Regions from separate parts of the Oryctolagus cuniculus genome. Here region 1 is linked to region 2. The links are chromatin contacts, called in public Hi-C maps. All regions are on one chromosome and are shown on one strand. The core of a region is the stretch at or near the end of the contact, and the rest is flanking DNA. Distances in the headings are between cores, read along the strand shown. Region 1 holds the start of KLLN (killin, p53 regulated DNA replication inhibitor). Region 2 overlaps RNLS (renalase, FAD dependent amine oxidase).

Region 1 (3,567 bases), core at 229-2,728, 550 kb after region 2:
CGCCGCCGCCGCTTCTCCCCCCCGCTCCAGGAGCGGGAGGTGCCGCCGCCGCCGCCGCCGCCGCCGCGCCTCAGCCGGCTCCCGCCTGAGCCCACGGCTTCCACCTTCCCTCGCAAGAAAAGCCGAGGAAGAGGCTGCACGGTTAGAAGAGAAGACGAAGAGGAGGCGAGAAACGCCGCCGCTGCCGCCGCCGCAGGCCGGCCGGCTCCCGGAGGGCGCTGCCCCCGCGGCTGCTCACAGGCGCTGAGAGGGGCTCTGGGCCGCGGCCGCCGCCGTCTCTCATCTCCCTCGCCTGAGCCGGGCCTAGCCTCACAGCGGCTCAACTCTCAAACTTCCATCATGGCTGCAGCTTCCGAGAGGAGAGAACTGAGCGCAGCCGCGTCCCAGCGCCCGGGCGCGTATCCTGCCGCAGTGCACAAAGAGTCCCGCCACATCACCGTCGCCGGCCTGCCCGCCCCCTCCGCCGCCGCCGCCGCGCCGGGAGCCGGGCCGCCTCGGGAGCCCGAGGGGAGGCGGGGGGCGAGCTGGAGGCGGACGGGACCGCGCCGGGGGAGGGGAGGGCTGGGCCGCGCCGGGGTGGGGTGGGGGGCGGGGGCGGCAGCTCCAGGTGCGAGCGCAGGGCCCCCAACCTGCTGGTGCTATTGAGCATGCCCAGTGTGACTGCCTGGGGCTCGCTCGGGCTTGTTCCGAGGCGCCCGCCCGTAGCTGCACTTGCCGCGGCTGCTCCTGCAGCAGCTCGGGGCGGGGGAACGAGCTCAGCCTCGGCCTCTGCCCGGACACCCGGCCGGAGCCAGGGCAGACTGCGGCGGGGCGGCGTGGGGGCGGAGGAAGGTGGATGATGAAAACTGAGACTGGTGCGTTGAGCGGTGTCGCCGACTGCAGTGTGAGGTTACCTGTGCACAGGTGGACCGCGCGGGTCAGTATCTAGGGAAATGCCGCGAGGACACCCCTCCCCCGCCATGGCGTGCGAACGCACGCACTCCGTTTGTCCCGCTGTGGACGATCGCGGCGGTTCGCAGGGATCTCACTGTCGCAGCCTCTGCCTAGAGCGCCCGCGCCGCCGCCGCCGCCGCCGCCCCCGGGTCCTCAAGGTGTCAGCCTCAGCACAAAGAACGACCCCCTATTGTGTCTCCGGCGGCGCGTCTCGCCTCATCCGGCTCCAGTCACCGCCCCACCTCTCGCTGCCCCAGCTACTCGGTTCATTTGCCCGAAAAGCGAAAGCTCTCAGCCGGGCGCGCTAGAGTGCACACGTCGCCCCCCGCCCCGAATTCCCAGGGCCCGAGGGCCTCCTGCCTAGGCCGCCTTAAAGAGGATCCCCGTGAGCGGGACGCACCCCCACAGCTCCCTCCGCGGCCCCCGGAGAGCTGAGCATCTGTCCCCTCAGGCTCCGGGTCCGTTCGCGGCGTCGAACTCGAGCTCGGTCCTCAGAGGCTGCCTCGCCCCGCCCACTCTCCGGGCCGCTGAGAAAACCTGGCACGATGAATCGCCCGCGGCCAGCTTCCGCGCTCGCCGGGCCGGCCGGTGCACGCTGGAGGCCCAGGTTGCCGGCCCGGGCGCGGCGTTCAGGACGGTAGGAAGCGGCAGCCCCGCGAGTGGGCGGGGCGAGGAGCCCTAGGAGGGTTCAAAAGGGGGTGGAAGGATACCCGAGCCACCGTCGGAACTACTTTCAGGAAGGGGTCACGTGTGCTCCGAGTTGGGGAACTTTCCAAATTCCCACTCCTCCAAGCGTAGCTCCGGAGGCAAGTGCTTCGCCAGCTACGCTCGGGGTGCTCCCGCCTGGCGCGGGCAGCACCCCCACACCCTCCCAGGCTGCAGAGGGACGGGGTTGGGGATGGCCAGTGGAGCCTCCACAGGATCGCTGTCTGGGCTAGCTGCTGGGCAGGCACCCCCATCCAAGCACGTGCCCCCGCTCCCGTGCACCGCTGCTCTCACCCTTCTGCTACCCACGGAGTGAGCTCTCTCTGCTGTGGATTGACAAGCACTGCTTGTTCTCAACCGTGGGAAAAGGGGCCGGGCCCGAGGGATCTGGCGCATCTCCCTCGTTGGTTGGGGTGAACCCTCTGGTTCCGTGCTGTCGGGGCCAAAGGCTCGTTCCCGCTGCGCCTGCTGCTTGGATTGCAGGTGTTGCAACAAACTTTTGAGTCGCTACCCCTGCACTGGTGAGCACGCCCCACCTACTGTAGACTCAGCCAAGTGCCTTATCTGGTCTAGTCCTTGGCCGTATGCCCAGAACAAACCTGTCAAGTCTTTCTGCAGCCCCGTGGTTGACCTATCCAGTGAGTGAGCTGGTTCACAAATGCTTAGACCTAGAGCGCCTCCTCAACCCCCTCCCCAAAATACGCACATCAGTCAGCTTCAAAATGAGAAGGGGCGTCAACCAACACCAACCTACGAATTTTTTTTTCTCTCTTTCATTTCCCCCCACTCTCCTCCCACCCCACCCGGCGCCCCGCTCCAGGAAAGTAGAATTCCAGGGGAAAATTTGAGTTCAGAAGTATCTGACTTAGACCAGGCTGAAGCCCTAGGTTGTTTTTTTCTTTTTCTCTTTTTTTCTTTTTTTTTTTTTTTTTTTTTTTTTGACATCTGAGAAAATGGGAATCAGTTGGCACATGTGTTGTGATAAATGGTGAGTAGATACCTAGAAAGGTCTAAAGCCGAGTTTTCTTGTGAGGAAGATTGTAAATGTGCACATCATCATTACAGGCAGCCCCTGAAGACTAGAAACCTCAGGAGGCCCAGCTCAGAGAGCCACAGGCCATTACCTAACTCCAGGACTGCTAATTAAACCGGGGATATTTAGGGACCTCTGAGGCTACATAAAACTGCATTTATATACAACATCCTTTTAAGATAGCACTGCAGGAGTTAGCAACCCGCTGAAGCCTCGGTGCTGGTATTTATTGGAGACTGGTTTTGTGCATGCTTCTGGTCAGCTCCAGGGAGGCAGGGATCCTAAGTGGAAAAGGAAATGGAGAGTAATCTGGAAAGAAGAAAAAGGCTTCCTTTGGTTTCCAAAGATGGAAACCCTGTCCACACAACCTAGTGTGAGCTAGAGATTTCTTTATTTTACAAATAACCTGGGCTAAGGAGTCCCTGATGTTTAGGTATTGCATGGTAAAAAGGAGAGCTGTGCTCAATGGGTATCAACTGCTGCTTGGGAGGAAAAGGGGAAATGAAGACACAGTTAAATGAGGGGAGGTAGATTGCGGCTGGTTAAGTGTTCCACATTTGTTTCTCAGGTTGCCTGTCTCTGTCCCCAGAGTACCTGCTATTAGCACTGCTCTACTCTGCCTCTCCCCTGGAGCCTACCCTGGTGGTGATTAGTCTCACAGCGTCTGCTTCCTTGCAAGAAAATGAAACAGGGTTTATTTCTATCTTTGCTGGTAATGTCGGGCTTCAGGAGAGAGGATCCTCTTTGATTCCCACGACCCAGAGTTATTCTGAAGTGGAGAGGAAGTGCTGGAATATGAGACAAGCCTACAAGCACTTCCAGCTGAAGGGAAGTGGAAAATGGGTTTTGCTGCTTCTCTGAGTATCAGGTCCCTCTGCTTCTCTCTAGTGGTGAAT
Region 2 (3,637 bases), core at 402-2,901:
GACTCTTAGCTGTTAAGATGCAGAGTATGTTGATGTTCTGCTATTCCTTCATTCATTTGTGTCAACAAAGTTATGGAATGCCTCCTGTGCACTACTGATGAGGGGCCTGACGGAGAGAAACGGAGCTGGATGATTCACAAAGGGAAGACACATGAAAAGATGATAAACAGGAATCAAATAAAAATACATAATTTCAGATTGAGAAATCTCAGGGAGTTAATAAAAAGGTACTATGAGAGACTGAAGGAGAAATCTCACTCCAGCTTTTATTGGTGTAGATTACGTAGATAAGAAAAAGAGCAGCTATGTGATGACATGGAGATAGGGAGCAGCAAAATGGAAGGCTGTTCATCTGAAAAGAGTATAGTGCATTGATAACTAAAAGGAGGCCTCCACGGCTAGAGGAGTGAGTCACAAGCAGATTGAGGCAAGGTAAACTGGGGCCAAAGGATGGGGTTTTATTCTAAAGGCAAGTTTAAAGCAAGATGTTATGGTTCAGAGAATAAATCTGAAGGAAAGGAGACAAGAGTCAGGGAAGAGAGGATGCAAAACACCAGTCAAGTAGTCTAGGAAGCTATTAGAATGGCTCAGGAGGAGAAAATGATGATGATTGTGGGTATAAACAGAAGTAGCCTGACTCAAGACAGGAAAGGAATCTGCAGGACTGTGATCACCTAGTGCTGAGCTCCCAGCTCAAAACACAACCCTCATTTGTACCATGACTGTCTCCTCGTAAATACCTGTAGAGAGGTATTCTGTGTTTGCTTTTTTTTTTTTTTTGGCCAGGCAGAGTTAGACAGTGAGAGAGAGAGAGACAGAGAGAGAGTTATAGACAGAGAGAGACAGAGAGAGAAAGGTCTTCCTTCCGTTGGTTCACTCCCCTAATGGCCGCTATGGCTGGTGTTTCGCCGATCAGGAGCCGGGTACCTCCTCTCGGTCTCCCAAGCGGGTGCAGGACCCAAGCACCTGGGCCATCCTCCGCTGCCCTCCCGGACCACAGTAGAGAGCTTGACTGGAAGAGGAGCAACCGGGACAGAACTGGCGCCCCAACCAGGACTAGAACCCCAGGGTGCTGGGGCCTCAGGCGGAACATTAGCCAAGTGAGCCACGGCGCGGGTCTGTGTTTGCATTTTTAAGGTCTGTGGTCACAAAAGGTAGGGATTCCTTCACCTTCTTCTGATCTCTCACTAAACTGCAGGCTGTTGTGACTTGTGATCTTTTTTTCTATGATCAAAGAATTTGCTGTTCACTGTCTCAAAGGGCAACTCAAAAGCGTTATCTCCATTACACCTGTGTCACATTGAAAGTGTTGGATTTGTAGCTAGAAGACCTTGGCTATTTTTCTTACTAGCTGGATGACCTGGAACATGCTATTTAATTTCTAGGAGTCCCTAGGTTTTTATGAAGACAATATCAAGGATTATATGTAAAAGTATATTGTAAACTGCAAGCAGTTTACATAAGTAGATATATGCTATTCTTGTTCTCAGCTCAGGCACCACCTCTATTACAAATAAGATGCCATTCATTTTTGCCCTGTTCTCTTCCCTTTTCTTCTTGCCTGCTTCTAATATCTCATGTCCCTTCTGCCACATAAATTTGCTTTCCTGAAAAAGCCTGGTTATTTGGAGACATCATCAGCAGCCAATCAGAGCTCACCATTCCTTCTGGCTTGTAAGCCAATCAGATGTAAGCTCCAGGTCTCTTTTCAATGTTGCTAGGGCTTCAGGTCTACTTCTGAAAGCTGACTTGCTTTTTGCTAATATTCATTCTCTCTCTCTCTCTCTCTCTCTCTTCCTCCCTGCCTCCCCCCCCCCCCCCCCCCCCGCCTTTCTCCATCCCCAACCTCTCTTCTAGATTTGGAACAATTCCAAATACGTAAACCTTCCGGAAGTTTGGATTATGGATAAGCAAGGTTTGACTGTGTATTTTTTCCCTTGAGAAATAGAGGCCAGCTCTTCCATGTTCAATATTGAAATAAGTGTTTTAGCAGCTTAATGTCCCTTGGCTACATAAAATGTAGTTTTGTTTACCGGAGATTTTTGGTCTACAAATTGACTTCTATTCAGATGGACTAGAGCATAAACTGGCATTAAATTTGACAGTGAAACATCATATCACTTGAGTCTGTTACTGGGCTTTTCAAAATATGTGTAAAATATTTTAAAGCTCTTCCAGTTTTTAACTGATGACAGAAGATGATAAAGGCAATTATGGTTATTCTGCTCCTGTTTCTTGAACTTTCAGTGTTAGGATTATAGAGAAAACTCCAGTGATTTTGGTATGGGTGCCTCATCACTAAGTGGGTGTCCTTTCCGTACAACATTGTGTTTATCTAGGGAAACTAATTAATATGGGAATGATGGCTAGAAACCCTCCCTTTTCAGAGGATCCGAGGAGGGTCCATCTTTAAATGCTCTGTAGCTGGGTATATTAGGAAGATTCCCTTAACACAGAACAGCTCTGTCTTCCAAAAGCCTAAGACGTTTGATAAGGAAAAATAACTAACAAGTTATGCTTTTCTCATAACCTTTGCTACCTACTTAGAAACTGAAATAGTACAAGAATTCGCAGTTTAAAATGACCAGAGAAGTGGCAGAAAGCCAGAATTCTGTCAGGAGAGGCTTAGAAAAGCTTAATGATTAACAAATGGGTCACTGCCTTCAGGCTGTGACCTTCAGAATTAACCAATTTTAGCCTTTTGGATATGTTCCTTCAAGTCCCTGAGTATCAAGAACAAAACAATAATACTCCCTAATGGCATATTACCACCCATCCAAATAAAGGACCCTTAGCAGCCCAGGTTGCAGCGAGTAGCCTTTCGGATAGCCTGGAGTTGGTCCCTAACACATTATTCACAACTGTTAAATCATTTTTTTTTGTTAGAGTTTAGGGAAGGTCCTATGCACTACCACATATCCTGCAGGTGAAATGTACGAAATTCGGTTAACATGGTAACGGCTCTAAAAATACCTAGGCTACAGTTTAACCACAGAGTTTCCTCCTTAACGTAAAAGAGCCACCGTCAAGAGCTGTTCGAAAGTGCAACAAAAGCAATCTCTGTCGGACTTTGTGCAAGCCGGCTGTTAAATCAGGCCTGGCAATGACAATCTGCAGCCATTCTGCATCAAAGTAATAATTAAGTTTTGCAAGCCCAAACGGCAGAGAACAAGCCTGCTAAGAAAATGTTAAATTGATAAGCCTTTTTTTTTTCCCCTACCTCCAACCTGTTTTCTACCCCCACCCCCACCCCCAGGTGGACTAAGCAGGGCGTGGCAGGGACACGGAGACAGAGTCACCGCATTATAACCACAGAACCCCACCCAAAGAGAGGGGCCCAGGGGAGGAGGGGCAGGTTGCTTCAGTTCTCCCAGCAGCTTCTGCACCAGTTTCCCATAAAGGATGCAAGGGACTCAAAATCTTACTTCCTATGCGGGCCCTTTGCTTGGCAAACAGGGAGAGTGGGGTCAACCTTTTCCTTGGTGCCTTTGAAGTTAGCAATTTGGAAACACATTAGGGTCTTATGAAGAAAGTCTTAGCTATACTGTCATGTCTAAGCTGCCAGGCTTAATGAAAATACTTGATACCCAAATTAAAATTTCAGATAAATAATGAAAAAATTATTTAGTACAACTAT

The links. A called contact is a pair of places that touch in the nucleus more often than the background predicts.
Region 1: a contact with region 2 is called in a Hi-C map of psoas muscle, with 18 times the contacts expected there. The contact joins the promoter of KLLN here to the enhancer-like site in region 2. A contact is called at or near these places in 6 of 6 Hi-C or Micro-C datasets (ear pinna, embryonic fibroblasts, liver and 3 more).

What each region holds. Positions count from the first base shown.
Region 1 is chr15:42,815,594-42,819,160 of mOryCun1.1, forward strand. It overlaps KLLN (killin, p53 regulated DNA replication inhibitor), which reads left to right and starts at 1,479. Exons shown (of 3, transcript XM_051823328.2): 1 at 1,479-1,505; 2 at 1,507-1,719; 3 at 1,721-3,567. The coding sequence starts at 1,479. The coding sequence ends at 1,954. The region is part of intron 2 of PTEN (phosphatase and tensin homolog); the gene reads right to left. It also overlaps the pseudogene LOC138845351.
Region 2 is chr15:42,265,085-42,268,721 of mOryCun1.1, forward strand. All of the region lies in intron 4 of RNLS (renalase, FAD dependent amine oxidase), which reads left to right. Among named protein-coding and RNA genes, the nearest start is that of LIPJ, 210 kb to the left of the region's middle. Within about 2 kb of position 1,652, at least 2 of the 8 cell types and tissues checked have an H3K27ac peak or open chromatin away from gene starts, as enhancers often do.